Regions from separate parts of the Macaca mulatta genome. Here region 2 is linked to region 1. The links are chromatin contacts, called in public Hi-C maps. All regions are on one chromosome and are shown on one strand. The core of a region is the stretch at or near the end of the contact, and the rest is flanking DNA. Distances in the headings are between cores, read along the strand shown.

Evidence for each region. A called contact is a pair of places that touch in the nucleus more often than the background predicts.
Region 2: a Hi-C map of fetal cortex germinal zone shows a contact between it and region 1, with 2.0 times the contacts expected there. The contact joins the promoter of DNAAF9 here to the promoter of ATRN in region 1. A contact is called at or near these places in 3 of 14 Hi-C or Micro-C datasets (cortical neurons, fetal cortex germinal zone and fetal cortical plate).

Annotation. Positions count from the first base shown.
Region 1 is chr10:80,596,791-80,603,504 of T2T-MMU8v2.0, reverse strand. ATRN (attractin) reads left to right here and starts at 5,233. Exons shown (of 29, transcript XM_015149430.3): 1 at 5,233-5,744. The coding sequence starts at 5,332.
Region 2 is chr10:80,667,619-80,674,415 of T2T-MMU8v2.0, reverse strand. It overlaps DNAAF9 (dynein axonemal assembly factor 9), which reads right to left and starts at 4,672. Exons shown (of 38, transcript NM_001194506.3): 1 at 4,549-4,672. The coding sequence starts at 4,631.

The DNA.
Region 1 (6,714 bases), core at 3,984-6,483:
CCACCAAGTTTGTGGAAATTTATTATAGCGGTCACAGGAAACTAATATGTTGTCTGTAATTAGGAGAAATTCTAATGGATTTTAATCTGAAAGGATGGCTTCAGTTTAGGAACTTCTAATTTGAAGTCCTTCGTGGCCATATTTAGCAAAGTCATTTGTCTTTTAACAGTAGTACTGTTTTCATAATATCTGTACACAAGAGAAACTTTTTGTTCTCTGTTGTAGAAATTTGGGGGAGGGGGCATGAATCTAGCTCATTCAATAGAAATTTCAAGTCTTCTGCCTTTAAATTGATGCACTCATCCCAATGCAGGATCGTGTCCCTTGAGCTGATATACAGGTCAACTCCTGAACTTGTGGGACTTGTATGAGGAGGCCACCAGGAGCTCTGCCCACAGCTCAGAGGTATAACTTTATGCTCCCAGATCAGGGACTCCTAAACACTTTCCCTTACAGTCTGCCAACGACTATCGGAATCTTATGCTTGTTGGTTGACAGTGGGATATCCATTGGAACTTTCGATGGCACTTTATTCCTACCTAGAATCCTCTCAGTTGTGTTTGTTCCAAACCTTCAGGATCAACCTCTTTCACAGGCAACATAGTACCTTACATTCTAGGTGAGATTTTAACATCTATAATCAGAGAATTGCTTGGTCTCACATTGACTAAAAGTATAAGGAGAACTTTGGGACAATAAAATATATCGATGTTTCAAACCGTGCAGAATGAGGACCGGTGATGTTTGGGGGAAAGTCAGATGGTCAATCAGATCTTATTTGAGCAGTATTCAATCTTTGCTATCTAGTAGATATTGGATAAACAAACATTTGTTATATGTATTACATACACATGGAGCTATCTATTTGTATCTATTGGTACCCCTCCCAAATTTCCTTTATAGGATCCTTCTTACTGCTGTGAATGTTGTCTGCTGAAAGAGATGTGTCTACAAAATGCTGCTCCCTTACCTCAAAGTGGAATCAATCCTATGGTACAATTCATGCTCTAGGGCTCTCCATAGGATCAGGCTGCAACTTAACTCTAGATAAGACCAGACCACATCCTTTCTCAACCTCCTCCTGGGCTGTATCTTGCTTCCTTCACTGTGTTTCTTCCGAGAGCAATCTTCCAATAAACTATGCACTCAGATCCTGTTTCAGGATTCTGCCTCTAGGGAATCTGACCAAAGACACTGCATGAGTAAAAGTCAAAAATTATAAAATCTATCTATGTCCATGACTCGGAGACAATGCAAGCAAAGATACAGGAAGGGATGGCAGGAAATCAGAAAAAGGACCAAGGTGAGTAAGATGCCTTACTTGAGTGAAAAAGAATAGGCACAGGCACCTTCAAACCAGCCTGCACTAACCAAGTGGATACAAACCCTTTTGCTCTTGCAGTTGGCAAGAACTGTTATTTTAGTGTCTGGACTTAGAGCAATTTGTATCAAAGCCTGGGTGTTCTTTGCCACTGGCATTACAGTTTCTGGGACCTGGAAATGACCACCATGACAAGGACCAGTGGAAAAAAAGGGATTTCAGGCAGAAGAGCTGCATAATCTTTGTGATAAGGCACGTGGGGTCCAACAGAAGCACTTCTGAAGCTACGATGACTACGGCAACCTCCTCTATGAGAAGCAACTGGACAATGATACTAGTGTATTACATATAGATGACTAGTTGTAGATTATATATTTATATACAATTATACTGTCATTCTTAATTCTTAATCAAGTCCCCATCACGAGACTTATTCTTGTCCTTGGAGGAACCAGGATACAGAGTATTCTGGTAATTTATTGTTGTGTAACAAACTGTCCCCAGTTGGCTCATGGCTTAAACAAGTACACTCATTTATTTTGCTTACGTATCTACAGTTTGGGGTGGGTTCAGCAGGAACAGCACCCCCCTGCTTCATGATTGTATGAGGTCCCAACTGGGAAGACTTGAATGGCTGGGGGCTGGCTTCCTCACAGCCTGGTGGTCTCAAGGTAGCTGGACATCTTTTATGGAAGGTGGCTTTCCCAGAGCTAGTGTTCCAAGACACTTCAGGAGGAAGCTGCAAGACTTCTTATGACCTAGCACAAGGTCCCATTTCTGGGACCTCACAAATCCCAGTACATCACTTCCACCATAGTCTATCAGTCAAGCAAATCACTAAGGCCAGGCTAGATTCAAAAAGTAGGGTAGGGCTGGGGGTGGGGGTGGGGCCAAGGATTAGACCTGATCTCTCCACAGAAGGAATGTAAGAGAATTTGCAGCCATCTTTAATCTGTCACACAGACGTAGAATGTGTAGGGGACTCTTTGATAAACGCAGTAAAGGAAAAAGAAGATAGCAGGTAAGATTTTGTTTCTTTAATTGTTTTTAGAGACAGGGTCTTGATCTGTTGCCCAGACTGGAGTGCAATGGTCCAAACATAGCTTACTGCAGCCTCAAACTCCTGGGCTCAAGTGATCCTCCTGCCCCAGCCTCCCAAGTAGCTAGGACTACATGTGCACATGACCACATCTGACTAATTTTTAAAAAAACTTTTTGTAGAGACAAGGTCTCACTATGTTGCCCAGGCTGGTCTCAAACTCCTGGCCTCAGGTGATCCTCCCACTTTGGCCTCCCAAAGCACTGGGATTACAGGCATGAGCCACTGCACCCAGCGTGTTTGTTTTTTAAGGACAAAATAATTTCAGCATGTTCGAAAGCTATGGAAAAAGAACCAGAGAAAGGAGTAGATTAAGGAAGTAAGAAAGAATGTTTGCTGCAGCAAGATTCTAAGGCTTCAGAGTAGCAATATCTAGTCTAGAGATTGCTGTTCTTCAGATGCACACCTTTTCTGTTATCCCTGAATGTTGGTAAAATCATGTGAAACTTCACAGTCTGGGTTCAGTCTTGCTGTGGGGAGGGAAGGGAAAGAAAGGGCTGGTTCACTTCTGGCCTGGAAGAGTAGGGGGAGCAATGTCTCCTATAGCTAGGGCATGGCCTATGCCAGCCTCCCCCATCTGATGGGGTCCTGCCAGAGGGGAGGGCCATGTCTTCAATTTCTCTGCCTTACCCTACATGGCAAAAACATAACCTGCAAACCAGAATGTCAGTGCTAGGGCCTAGGCCAAATAATAGTTTTCCTGTAGGAATGGGGAGTATGTGTGGATGTATAGCAGGGGGTGAGGCTTTTGTGCAATTCAGCTTCACCAGGCTTGAAGAAGATGCAGTGAGGACAGTCAGGACTTGAGTATGAGAGTGGGACCTGGGTATGAGTGTGGAAGTCCATCTTAGAACCTTAGAATTCAATGCTCTGAGGTAAAGCTGAGAGGCTCCACAGGTCTACGAGGGTTTTTCTTTGTTTCTCAGGGACTGTAAGGTGCTCAAATTCTGAGGTAGGTGCCATAGGAATATTCCTCATAGCACAAGCGTTATGTCAGACAATGCTCTGCTTATCTATTAGTGAGTAACAAATCTCTCTAAAACTTAAGAGGCTTAAAATAACATAAATCATAATTTATGAAAAATTATAAATAATTCATCATTTAAGGGTTAAATGATAAATGAGTTATTTCTCATTTTGGATAAGTCAGTTAGGAAAGACCTGTTACTGTTGTGGGTAACATGGAACGGCCCAGATGGTTGGAATAACCCAACCCAGACAACTTTTTCACTCAATGACTGATCCCTTAGCTAGGATGGCTCCACCAGCCTAGTGGCCCAGCTCTCCCTCTCCAAGTCCAAGTGGTCTCTGCACGTGGTTTCTCTACAGCAGGGTGGCTAAAGGGCAGCAGCTCATGACCACCAACAGCTCAAAATCAACGATGCCAGGTCTTTTTTTTTTGAGATGGAGTCTTGCTCTGTCCCCCAGGCTAGAGTGCAGTGGCGTGATCTCGGGTCACTGCAACCTCTGCCTCCCGGATTCAAGCGACTCTCCTGAGTAGCTGGGATTACAGGTGCGTGCCACCACGCCCGGCTAATTTTGTATTTTTAGTAGAGACAGGATTTCACCATGTTGGTCAGGGTGGTCTCGAACTCCTGACCTCGTGATCTGCCCACCTCAGCCTCCCAAGGTGCTGGGATTACAGACGTGAGCCACCGTGCCCGGCCAAGTTTGCCAGATCTTTTTTAAGCTGAGAGTTAGAACCAAGACATTGCCACTCCTACCACCTTCTTCTGTTGGTGAAGCTGAATCACGGTTTCTTATGGTCTCAATCATGACCCAGTCCAGATTCCAGGGTCAAAACCATAAAAGGCTACATTGATGGAAGACATGTCTCATTGAGGGACGCCAGAGTAACAACTACCAGACAAGAAGGGGCAGGTCTATGGGAGCCCCAGTTCCTAATTCTATGTTGCCCTCTCTTCAGAGAAGATGGTTGGAGGGCAAATTGTGGGGAGCAAGGTAACTCCAAACTTTTACAGAATTAAAGGTAGGGGGTCTGGTCAGCTACAGTCCGTCTGTTATCAAGAGGCCTGGCTGTGTGTCTTCAGTCTATTAGGCATTTACTGAGCACAGCCTACATACCAGGTTCTTCATTTTCTGACACAGGGTCTTGTTTTGTTGCCCAGGCTGGAGTGCAGTGCTGCGACTGCAGCTCACTGCAGCCTTGACCTCTCCAAGCTCAAGCGATCCTCCTGCCTCAGCCTCTCGAGTAGCTGGGGCTACAGGCGCGCACCACCACGCTCGGATAATTTTTCTGTTTTTGGTAGAGACAGGGTCTCACCCTGTTGGCCAGGCTGGTCTCGGATCCCAGAGCTAAGTGATCCGCCTGCCTCGGTTTCCCAAAGTGCTGGGATTACAGGCGTAAGCCTCCGCGCCCGGCCTATGCCCAGTTCTACATGTGTTCTTTCTTTACTCCTGTGTTACAGAGGCTCGAATGAGGCCTGACTTCTACAGTACCGCACCCAGCACCACACCGCGACCGACGTAGCCTCCTGTGCTCTTTCTGTCCGGCAGCTGGAGTTGGGGTAAAGCGCCGGGTCTCTTGGAGGGCAACACTCAACGCGGTCGGCTCCTAGGCATCCAGTGGGGCTGCAACCCCGCCGCCGGGGGCGACAGGCGAAGGTGAAAACCTAGAGCTGGCACAGCGCAGCCGGGTTTCAGCTGGTTCTAGAGTCCACGTCAGAAGACCGCGCCCGGCGCCGCGCGCGCCGGAGATCACTGTCTGCGCCCCGGCACGCACGGACTCGCGCACGCGCGCGCCGGCCCCGCCTACCGCCCCGCTGTGGTCCCCGTGTGGACCGCGCGAGCCACCGTCCGCACAGCCCCGCCCCGCACGGCCAGGCGAAGCGGAGCCGGCCGTGCGGTGTGTGTGTATGTGTTCGCGGGGCGCCGTCTCAGCCCCGGGAAGATGGTGGCTGCAGCGGCGGCGACTGAGGCAAGGCTGAGGAGGAGGACGGCGGCTACGGCAGCGCTCGCGGGCAGGAGCGGCGGGCCGCATCGGGACTGGGACGTGACCAGGGCTGGGAGGCCGGGGCTGGGGGCCGGGCTGCGCCTTCCGCGGCTGCTGTCGCCGCCGCTGCGGCCGCGGCTGCTGCTACTGCTGTTGTTGCTCTCGCCGCCGCTGCTCCTGCTGCTGCTGCTGCCCTGCGAGGCCGAGGCCGCGGCGGCGGCGGCGGCGGTGTCGGGCTCAGCCGCAGCCGAGGCCAAGGAATGTGACCGGCCCTGTGTCAACGGCGGCCGCTGCAACCCTGGCACCGGCCAGTGCGTCTGCCTCGCCGGCTGGGTGGGCGAGCAATGCCAGCACTGCGGGGGCCGCTTCAGGTGAGTGGCGGGTGGTGTGGGAGGCTGGGGCTAAGGGGCGTTCGAGACAGCTCCAGGCCAGAGGCAGATGCTGGACAGAAAGTGGAGAGGGTAGGGCCGCCCCATGGGGTTTGAGGGCCATTTGCTTCCGAGGAGATCATCGTCTCTGGCCTGGGGTCTTCCTCTGTTGGAAGGTGAAAAAGTGTGGGGCAAGGGTCGGGGCACTCCGACGGTATTTGTGTGCTTGGGTTAGATTGGAAGAGTGCTGAGGGACCCAAAGAGCATCAAAGCCGATCGCTCTAAAACTCGGCCTGTTTCAACTAAATGAGGTATCCAAGGAAAGGTGAGCTAGCCAGGTTTGCTTAAACACTTCCTTTTAACATCCACATGTGCCCTAGGACCCGATGAGTTCCCCGATGCACTGGAGATGTGGGGTGCTCTGAAGAAACAGGGCCCTGGAAATGCTTTGTTGGCTGGAGATAAAAGGGAAAGGGTAGCATTGTAAGATATTAGAGATGTAAGGACCAATGGTCCTTCTAAAGGAAAGTGAGGGAACTAGTCTTTTGGCAAAAGCTCACTGGAGGTGGCAGATTGGAACAGGGTCTGTGGTGAAGAGGGAATGGAAGGAGATTCCTATTTGCCTTGGTTTCTGGACAATATGAAGTTCTGAATTGGCCTGGTTTGGGGCAGTTCCTCTTGGAGAAATCAATAAATTAATTAGCAGTTACCTGTTATTTGCTTCAGTTGTGCAAGGATTTTCCAGATAATACAGACAAATAGATTAGCCAGACTTTGGCCTTGTCCACAGGGAGTTTGGAATATAGCAAGAGAAAGATAACTTACGCACATAACCCTAGTCATAAGGGTTATAGAGTCATTCATGCGTTTGGCAGGTGTTTAGTTTACTGGACACATGTCTGATGTGGGGGAGTGGGGAAATGTGAACAAGACAGACAGGGCCCCTGCTCTCATCCATCTTAACATTCTAGTG
Region 2 (6,797 bases), core at 3,423-5,922, 71 kb before region 1:
GCATACAACTATGCTAACTAGGGTCTCACCTAGGTTTATAACTACAGACATCAAATGGGCATTACGTGCTGCCTGGAAATTCTAAAACTTTTCCTTATTTTCAACTCATTCTTCCCCATTCTCTTGGATGAATCCGACACCTCTCTTCATTTTTAGCTGAAGACCTTCCTTCTTATTTACCTGAGAACACAGAAGTAATCAGAAGAGAACTTCCACTTTCTCTCACCAACCAGCATTTGGGTTCACATAATCTGCCACCAACGAATTGTGTCTGCATTGCTCCTATCTAACTTGAGACCAACATCCCCATTTACATACTAGATCCCATTCCACCTTACCTACTCAAGGACTTCACCCTTGCAAGTGTCTCTTCTCTTTAGTCATCAATTGTCCCTCCCTACTGCATCAGCCCATCAATTTACAAACATACTATAATGTCTGCCCATCTAAAAACAAAAAGAACTCAAACCTCATGATCTTCCAACTACAGCCCCATTACTCTGCTCTCCTTATAACCATCCTCAAAAGAATATCACTATGACTGTCTATATTCAGTGTCTTCAATTCTCCTCTCATTTTCTCCTTTGTAAATTAATCAATTTATTTTTTGAGAGACAGGGGTCTTGCTATGTTGCCCAGACTGGACTTGAATTCCTGGACTCAAGGGATCCTCCCACCTCAGTCTTCCAAGTAGCTGACTTACAGGTGACCGGCTTCATTTTCTCTTGAACCCACTGCACCAAAACTGTTCTTGTCAAGGTCACTAGTGACCTCCACATTATCGAATCTAATTGTCGATTATTAGTCCTTTTTTTTTTTGACATGGAGTTTCACTCTTGTTGCCCAGACTGGAGTGCAATGGCACGATCTTGGCTCCCCGCAACCTCCGCCTCCCGGGTTCAGGTGATTCTCCTGCCTCAGCCTCCCAAGTAGCTGGGATTACAGGTGCCCACTATCATGCCTAGTTAATTTTTTTTTTTTTTTTGAGAAGGAGTCTCGTTCTGTCGCCCAGGCTGGAGTGCAGTGGCGCGTTCTCAGCTCACTGCAACCTCCGCCTCCCAGGTCCACGCCATTCTCCTGTCTCAGCCTCCTGAGTAGCTGGGACTACAGGCGCCCGCCACCACGCTCAAACTACTGACCTCAGGTGATCCATCCGCCTGGGCCTCTCAAAGTGCTGGGATTACAGGTGTGAGCCACCGTGCCCAGCCTGATTATTAGTTCTCACCACACTATCAACAATCTCATTCAGCTTTCGATGTCTATTTCCGATTATTCTCCCACCTCGGAGGTAGGAAACCATTTTCTCTCAGAACTTGGAAGACACTGCTACGCTGTCTTTTCTTCTTCTAGTGTTCTTAATACTAATAAATGGCAACTCCATTCTTTCAACAGCTGAGGCAAAAACCGACTAGGCCTTCTTGTGTTATTGTTCCTTCGGCCCTATTTCTTCCTCAGTACTTATATCTCACCATTCTATATTATGATTTTTACTGTTATTGTCTCTTCCCATTTACAAGAGTTATTTGAGGGCAGGGGACTGCCGTATTTATCTGAATCTACAGCACCTAACACAGTACTTGTTGCATTATTTATATAAAGAAACAGTGAAATTTAAGCTATTAAAGAAGTCCCAAGCAGGAACAGATCCCTCTACAGAAAAACATTTTGAAGTAGGAAAGTATATTTCAGCTAGATTTCCACTGGTTCCTTAGCATTGGTCCAGATAGGTTAGTTTATACCTTGGTAATAATTCCAAAATCCCAGTGGTGTTTCACTTCTTGCTCAACCTACCTGTCAAGCACAGGTCACCTGGAAGCTCACTCTGGGGCCTCAACTGATGGGTGGCTGCCATTTGCAGCCCCAACAGCTACCATGACAGAAGGAAAGAGAATGGAAAACTACACAACAGAAGCTTGTACCATGAAAGGCTACACAGTATTCCCACGCATTTCACTGACCAAAAGCAACTCTCAAGGCCATACCTAACTTCAAAGAAGCAAGCAAGTACAATTCTACTACATGCTCAAGAGACAGAAACCAAAAATACCTGGTAACACTGATGACTATCACATACTTAAAGAGAAGCCTCTAATTCTGAGCAACAACATTTTAATTCTTGATCTCCATTCTCCATCTGTGAAAATGAACTACCGTGCTAGAACCATACACTTGCAGAACTATCTATGGGTCTTAGGAATGTCACTTCACCAGTTAGGTTTGCCCCTTTCATCACTCAGCAGTCAGCAGCCAAGCCATATATGGGTGACAGGAAAGTGCTAGAAACATTCAATGTCAAGAGTAAGGGAAAGGCTTGAATGGGCAAGAAAAGCACGTTCAATCATGTAGAAGTGGGGAAAGGAGGGAAGCCTTCAGCAAATTTCTTTCACCAAAGGTATTGGGCAGCTAGGCCTTGCGGTTCCTTGCACTATTCCTTGTCTGAAATCAAACAAGTTTCATTCAAACCACTTGATAGAGGATTTGGAGTGCGGGTATGATCAGTAAAGTGAGCCAGCATACTTCTGTTAACATGGAATCACTACTTTAAAAGAATAAATAAAAAGCACATGGTCATGCTATTAAAAACAAGAAAGGCAGCAGTTAAGAGACGGATTCTAAGGTAGAGATGATTTTTTTCCCCCTAAAGGTCTCAATAGACTCAAATCCAAACTCCTAAGCACAAGACGATCTGGGATAAACCTCAAGTCTACATAGAGCCTAGATTTAACGGATGGCTGTTCTAAAGTATCCTATGCAATTCAAATACTTTGCTATACAAATTCAAATACTTTGCTTCAGACAGTGAAACTGGCAGAAATGTTGCAAAGGATTGGAGATGGTTACCACAAGCAGTTAAACTTGGAACTGTAAAGCCCACAAGGAATTACATTGAAGGGCAGAGCAGGAGTTCAAAAATGTCACTTGACAGATTTCGAAGCAATTTAGGACTCCTAAATGCAATGTTTCATTGGTATCTACCTCCCATCTTCCCTATCCTTTATTTGTTCAACAAACATATATTGGACTCTGGGATGTGGAAAGGAATGCAGGGAAGTAAAAAAGAAACAGGTTTCTAAGAATCAGTTTCTTGTTCTGCAATAATTTGGTCTAGTTAAAGCAAACAACCCCAAAAAACAGATCAGCAAGCAAAGTTAAAACATATGCCTTAAGTACCATAACAAGAATATAAGAAAAGCTGTTCTAACAGGTAGACTGGCAACCTCCTTTCAAGGGAACAATACAACATTTGCTTTGCTATGTGGCCAGAATAAGAAAAAGCAAACAACAACAAAACCCTCTCCTGTTTTAATGACAGTTTAGAGGTACCAAAGCTCATGGCTCGCATTCTCTCTCTCCCTCTCCCTCTCAAAGGTCTCTGCTGCAACCCCTCCATCATTCCAACCTCCACACTGCGCCGGCGCCCCACAACAGCTCCATCACAAACAATGCCCAGACTAACAAGGTCAGCACCAAAGGCATAGGGCACAGAAATCGGAAACGGATCTTCCTATATCTAAAGGGGGCGGGGAGCCCTCCCCACGATCACCCCCTCCCCATAGCGAGGTAGCCTGGGACTGTGTCTCTACGGTAAGGGGCCCGGCGCCCGCCGCTTTCGGGGGCTCTAAGCCTCTTTCCCCTATTTACCCAGCTTTTCCTCCTGCGTCCCTAATACCTCTACTTCCTCCCAACCTGAGCTCCCTATTGTGGAGTGAGGGGGCGTCGCGATGCAGGCTGAGGCAGGGGGAGCTGGGGATACGCGTAATAGGGGAGATGCTGTCATTATGTACGTAGGGGGCGGGGGACACTCTAAGCAAGCCGTTGTCAAGGGCAAAGGCTCTAGAGACCCACGACAGGGGGCTTTCTAGGTAATCCACTTGGGGATTCTACACAAGGGAGCTACTGTGTGTGTGGAGGTGTGAGTTCTCTAGAGGTAGCAGTTTCTGGGGGAAACATTCCATGGGGAAGGCGAGTGAGTCATTTATAGGGAAGCCTCTGTGGGGTTCTGTGTAGAAGAATCTTTCCTGGGAGAAACGTTCTATGGGGGTGAGGACGTCATAACACGGTCTTCACAGAGAACTGTTGTCCATAGGGGAGCCATTGTGGGGAAACCGTTGCAGGGTTGTCTATCGGGGAGCCACCGTGGGGAAACCGTTGCAGGGTTGTCTGGGAGCCATTGTGGGGAAACCGTTGCAGGGTTGTCTATAGGGGAGCCATTGTGAGGAAACCGTTGCAGGGTTGTCTATAGGGGAGCCACTGTGGGGAAACCGTTGCAGGGGTGTCTGTAGGGGAGCCATTGTGGGGAAACCGTTGCAGGGTTGTCTGTCTGGGAGCCATTGTGGGGAAACCGTCGCAGGGTTGTCCAAAGGGGAGCCATTGTGGGGCCTCTACAGAGGGCGCCGTTCCTGGGAAAACATTTCTCCCTGAGCTGTTCAGGAAAGAACCATCCCGAGGAAGCCATGTCGCACCACGCCCTGCGGCGAGAGGCGTCGCTGGACCCCGACAGCCCGCATCCCCCGCCCGGCCGACCCTCGGCTGCCTCGCCCCGCGTACCTGACGGACGGTGACCCGCGGCTGGAGCCGCCAGGGGACCGAGCGCGGGGCAGCCCCAGCCGGCGCGGGGGGTACACGTCCATGGCGGCGGGCTGCCGGCGGCGGGCGGCGGAGGAGGACGGTGCCGCTGCGAGGGTCTCTGTGGCCCGCGGGGCGGCTCCAGGCTGGCTGCGGCCGGGCGGGGCGGCAGGGCGTGCCGGGTGGGAGGGGGCGCGGCGCGCGGGGCCCGGCGGGGGCGGGGGCGGGGGCGGGGAGGGGCGCGCGCGCACCAAGAGTGGATGGGGGCGTCGGGAGCGGCTGGAGTTGGGGGTCGGCGCACTGCCACAGGGACCCCACTTCTTAAGCGGCGACGCCGCCGGGCCGGATGTTGGGAGCGCGTGTCCGCAGGGTGAGGGTTGCCACAGCGCCGCCCTGCTTCGTCCTCAAGCCCGACATCATAAAGCGGGGCTCTGCGCGGCGCCCCCCGGCCACGCACACTGACGCGCCCGGGGGCGGAGCCTCTCCCAGCCCGGCCCCGCCCCTCCGGCTCTGCCCGCCCCGCCCCGCCTCGCCCCGCCGGGCCAGCCCACGCCTCCAGCGAAGTCTTCCGCTCCGGCTCCCGGGTCCAGCGCTCCTCCTCCGCACCCGGCTCGCTTCCCTACTCTCCGGAACGGGTGTCTTCCCGCCTCCTGCTCATCAATTCTGCACCCACCCTTCAGACGTCCGGTAGATTCCTAGCCGGCCTCGGGTTAGCATAGCAGTGCGCACCCAGCCCTGCGCAGAGCATGAGCGTTAGAGGCTCACAGGATCCCAGAAGACCCCTATAACCTTTACTGTTAAGATCCTGGCTCTACCGGTTTCTGCAGGGACATGTACAAGAAACTTGGGAAATACTTCACTGATAGTTGCAGGCGTCCTGTATATACAGGACGTATTTAATGACTATTGTCCTGCGTCCTTTGTTGACCTTGTCGGAATGCCTTAAATGTCCTATATTAATCTTTTTACAATAAATTGCAATAATTGGAGCTATTTTTCTCCCACAGTAATTGGTGCTAGATGACTTAAATTACAACACTGGCTGAAAATCCTTCCTTCACTAATGAAGATGTGGACAATCCCTATGGTGTCTCCTTCAGGTTTGTCTGAGGGAAGACCAGAAGGGAGTAGGAATTTAAAGTGCTTGTCTTTCATATTCAAGAAAGCAAAATACTTTTTTAGCTCAAGTCCGGAGCCGTGAAGAAATAACCACTGTTATTTAGAGATCACTTCTCGTCGGTGCAACAGCTCTGAAAATCAGCCAATCAGCGATAGCCTCACTCCGGTAACTATGCTTCTTAGTAAATCAATGACTACCTCACGCTTCTGAAAGTCAGCCAATCAGTGACTGCTCTAGGCCTGCGACAATAGCCAATCAACAAGTGCCTGATACCAGCGACCAGGCTTCGGAAAGTCAGTGGGTATTCAACTGCCGCACTCCAGTATCCACACACACAGCCGAGTCAGTCACTCGCTCCACACTTCTGCTTGGGAAAGACAGCCAATCCCTGAAGGCGAATGTTTCCAAAACCATTTTCTTTTCTTTCCCAGACTGAGTCTCATTCTGTCGCCCAGGCTGGAGTGCAGTGGTGCGATCTCGGCTCACTGCAACCTCTGTCTCCCGGGTGCAAGCGATTCTCCTACCTCAGCCCACCGAGTAGCTGGGACTATAGGCTCCCGCCACCACGCCCGGCTCATTTTTGTATTTTTAGTAGAGACGGGGTTTTGCCATGTTGGCCAAGCTGGTCTCAACTCTTGACCTCAGGTGATCCGCCTGCCTTGGCCTCTCAAAGTGCTGGGATTACAGGCCTGAGCCACCCCGCGCCTGGCCTTTTTTAAAGCTCCTTTTTTTTCTCTTTTTTTTTTCTTTTTTCTTTTTTTTTTTTTTTGAGACAGAGTCTTGCTCTGTTGCTCAGGCTGGAGTGCAGTGGCACGATCTCCGCTCACTGCAACCTCTGCCTCCTGGTTCAAGCGATTCTTGTGCCTCAGCTTCCCAGGTAGCTGGGATTACAGGCCTGTGCCACCACGCCTGGCTAATTTTTTGTATTTTTAGTGGAGACAGGGTTTCGCCGTGTTGGCCGGGCTGGTCTTGAACTCCTGGCCTCAAGTGATTCGCCAGCCTTGGCCTGCCAAAGTGCTGGGATTACAGGCGTGAACCGCGCCCGGCCTTCAAAACCTTTTATAAGATTAGCTCTGGCTTTGTTCAGAGAGGCTGTACCTTACAAGTACAG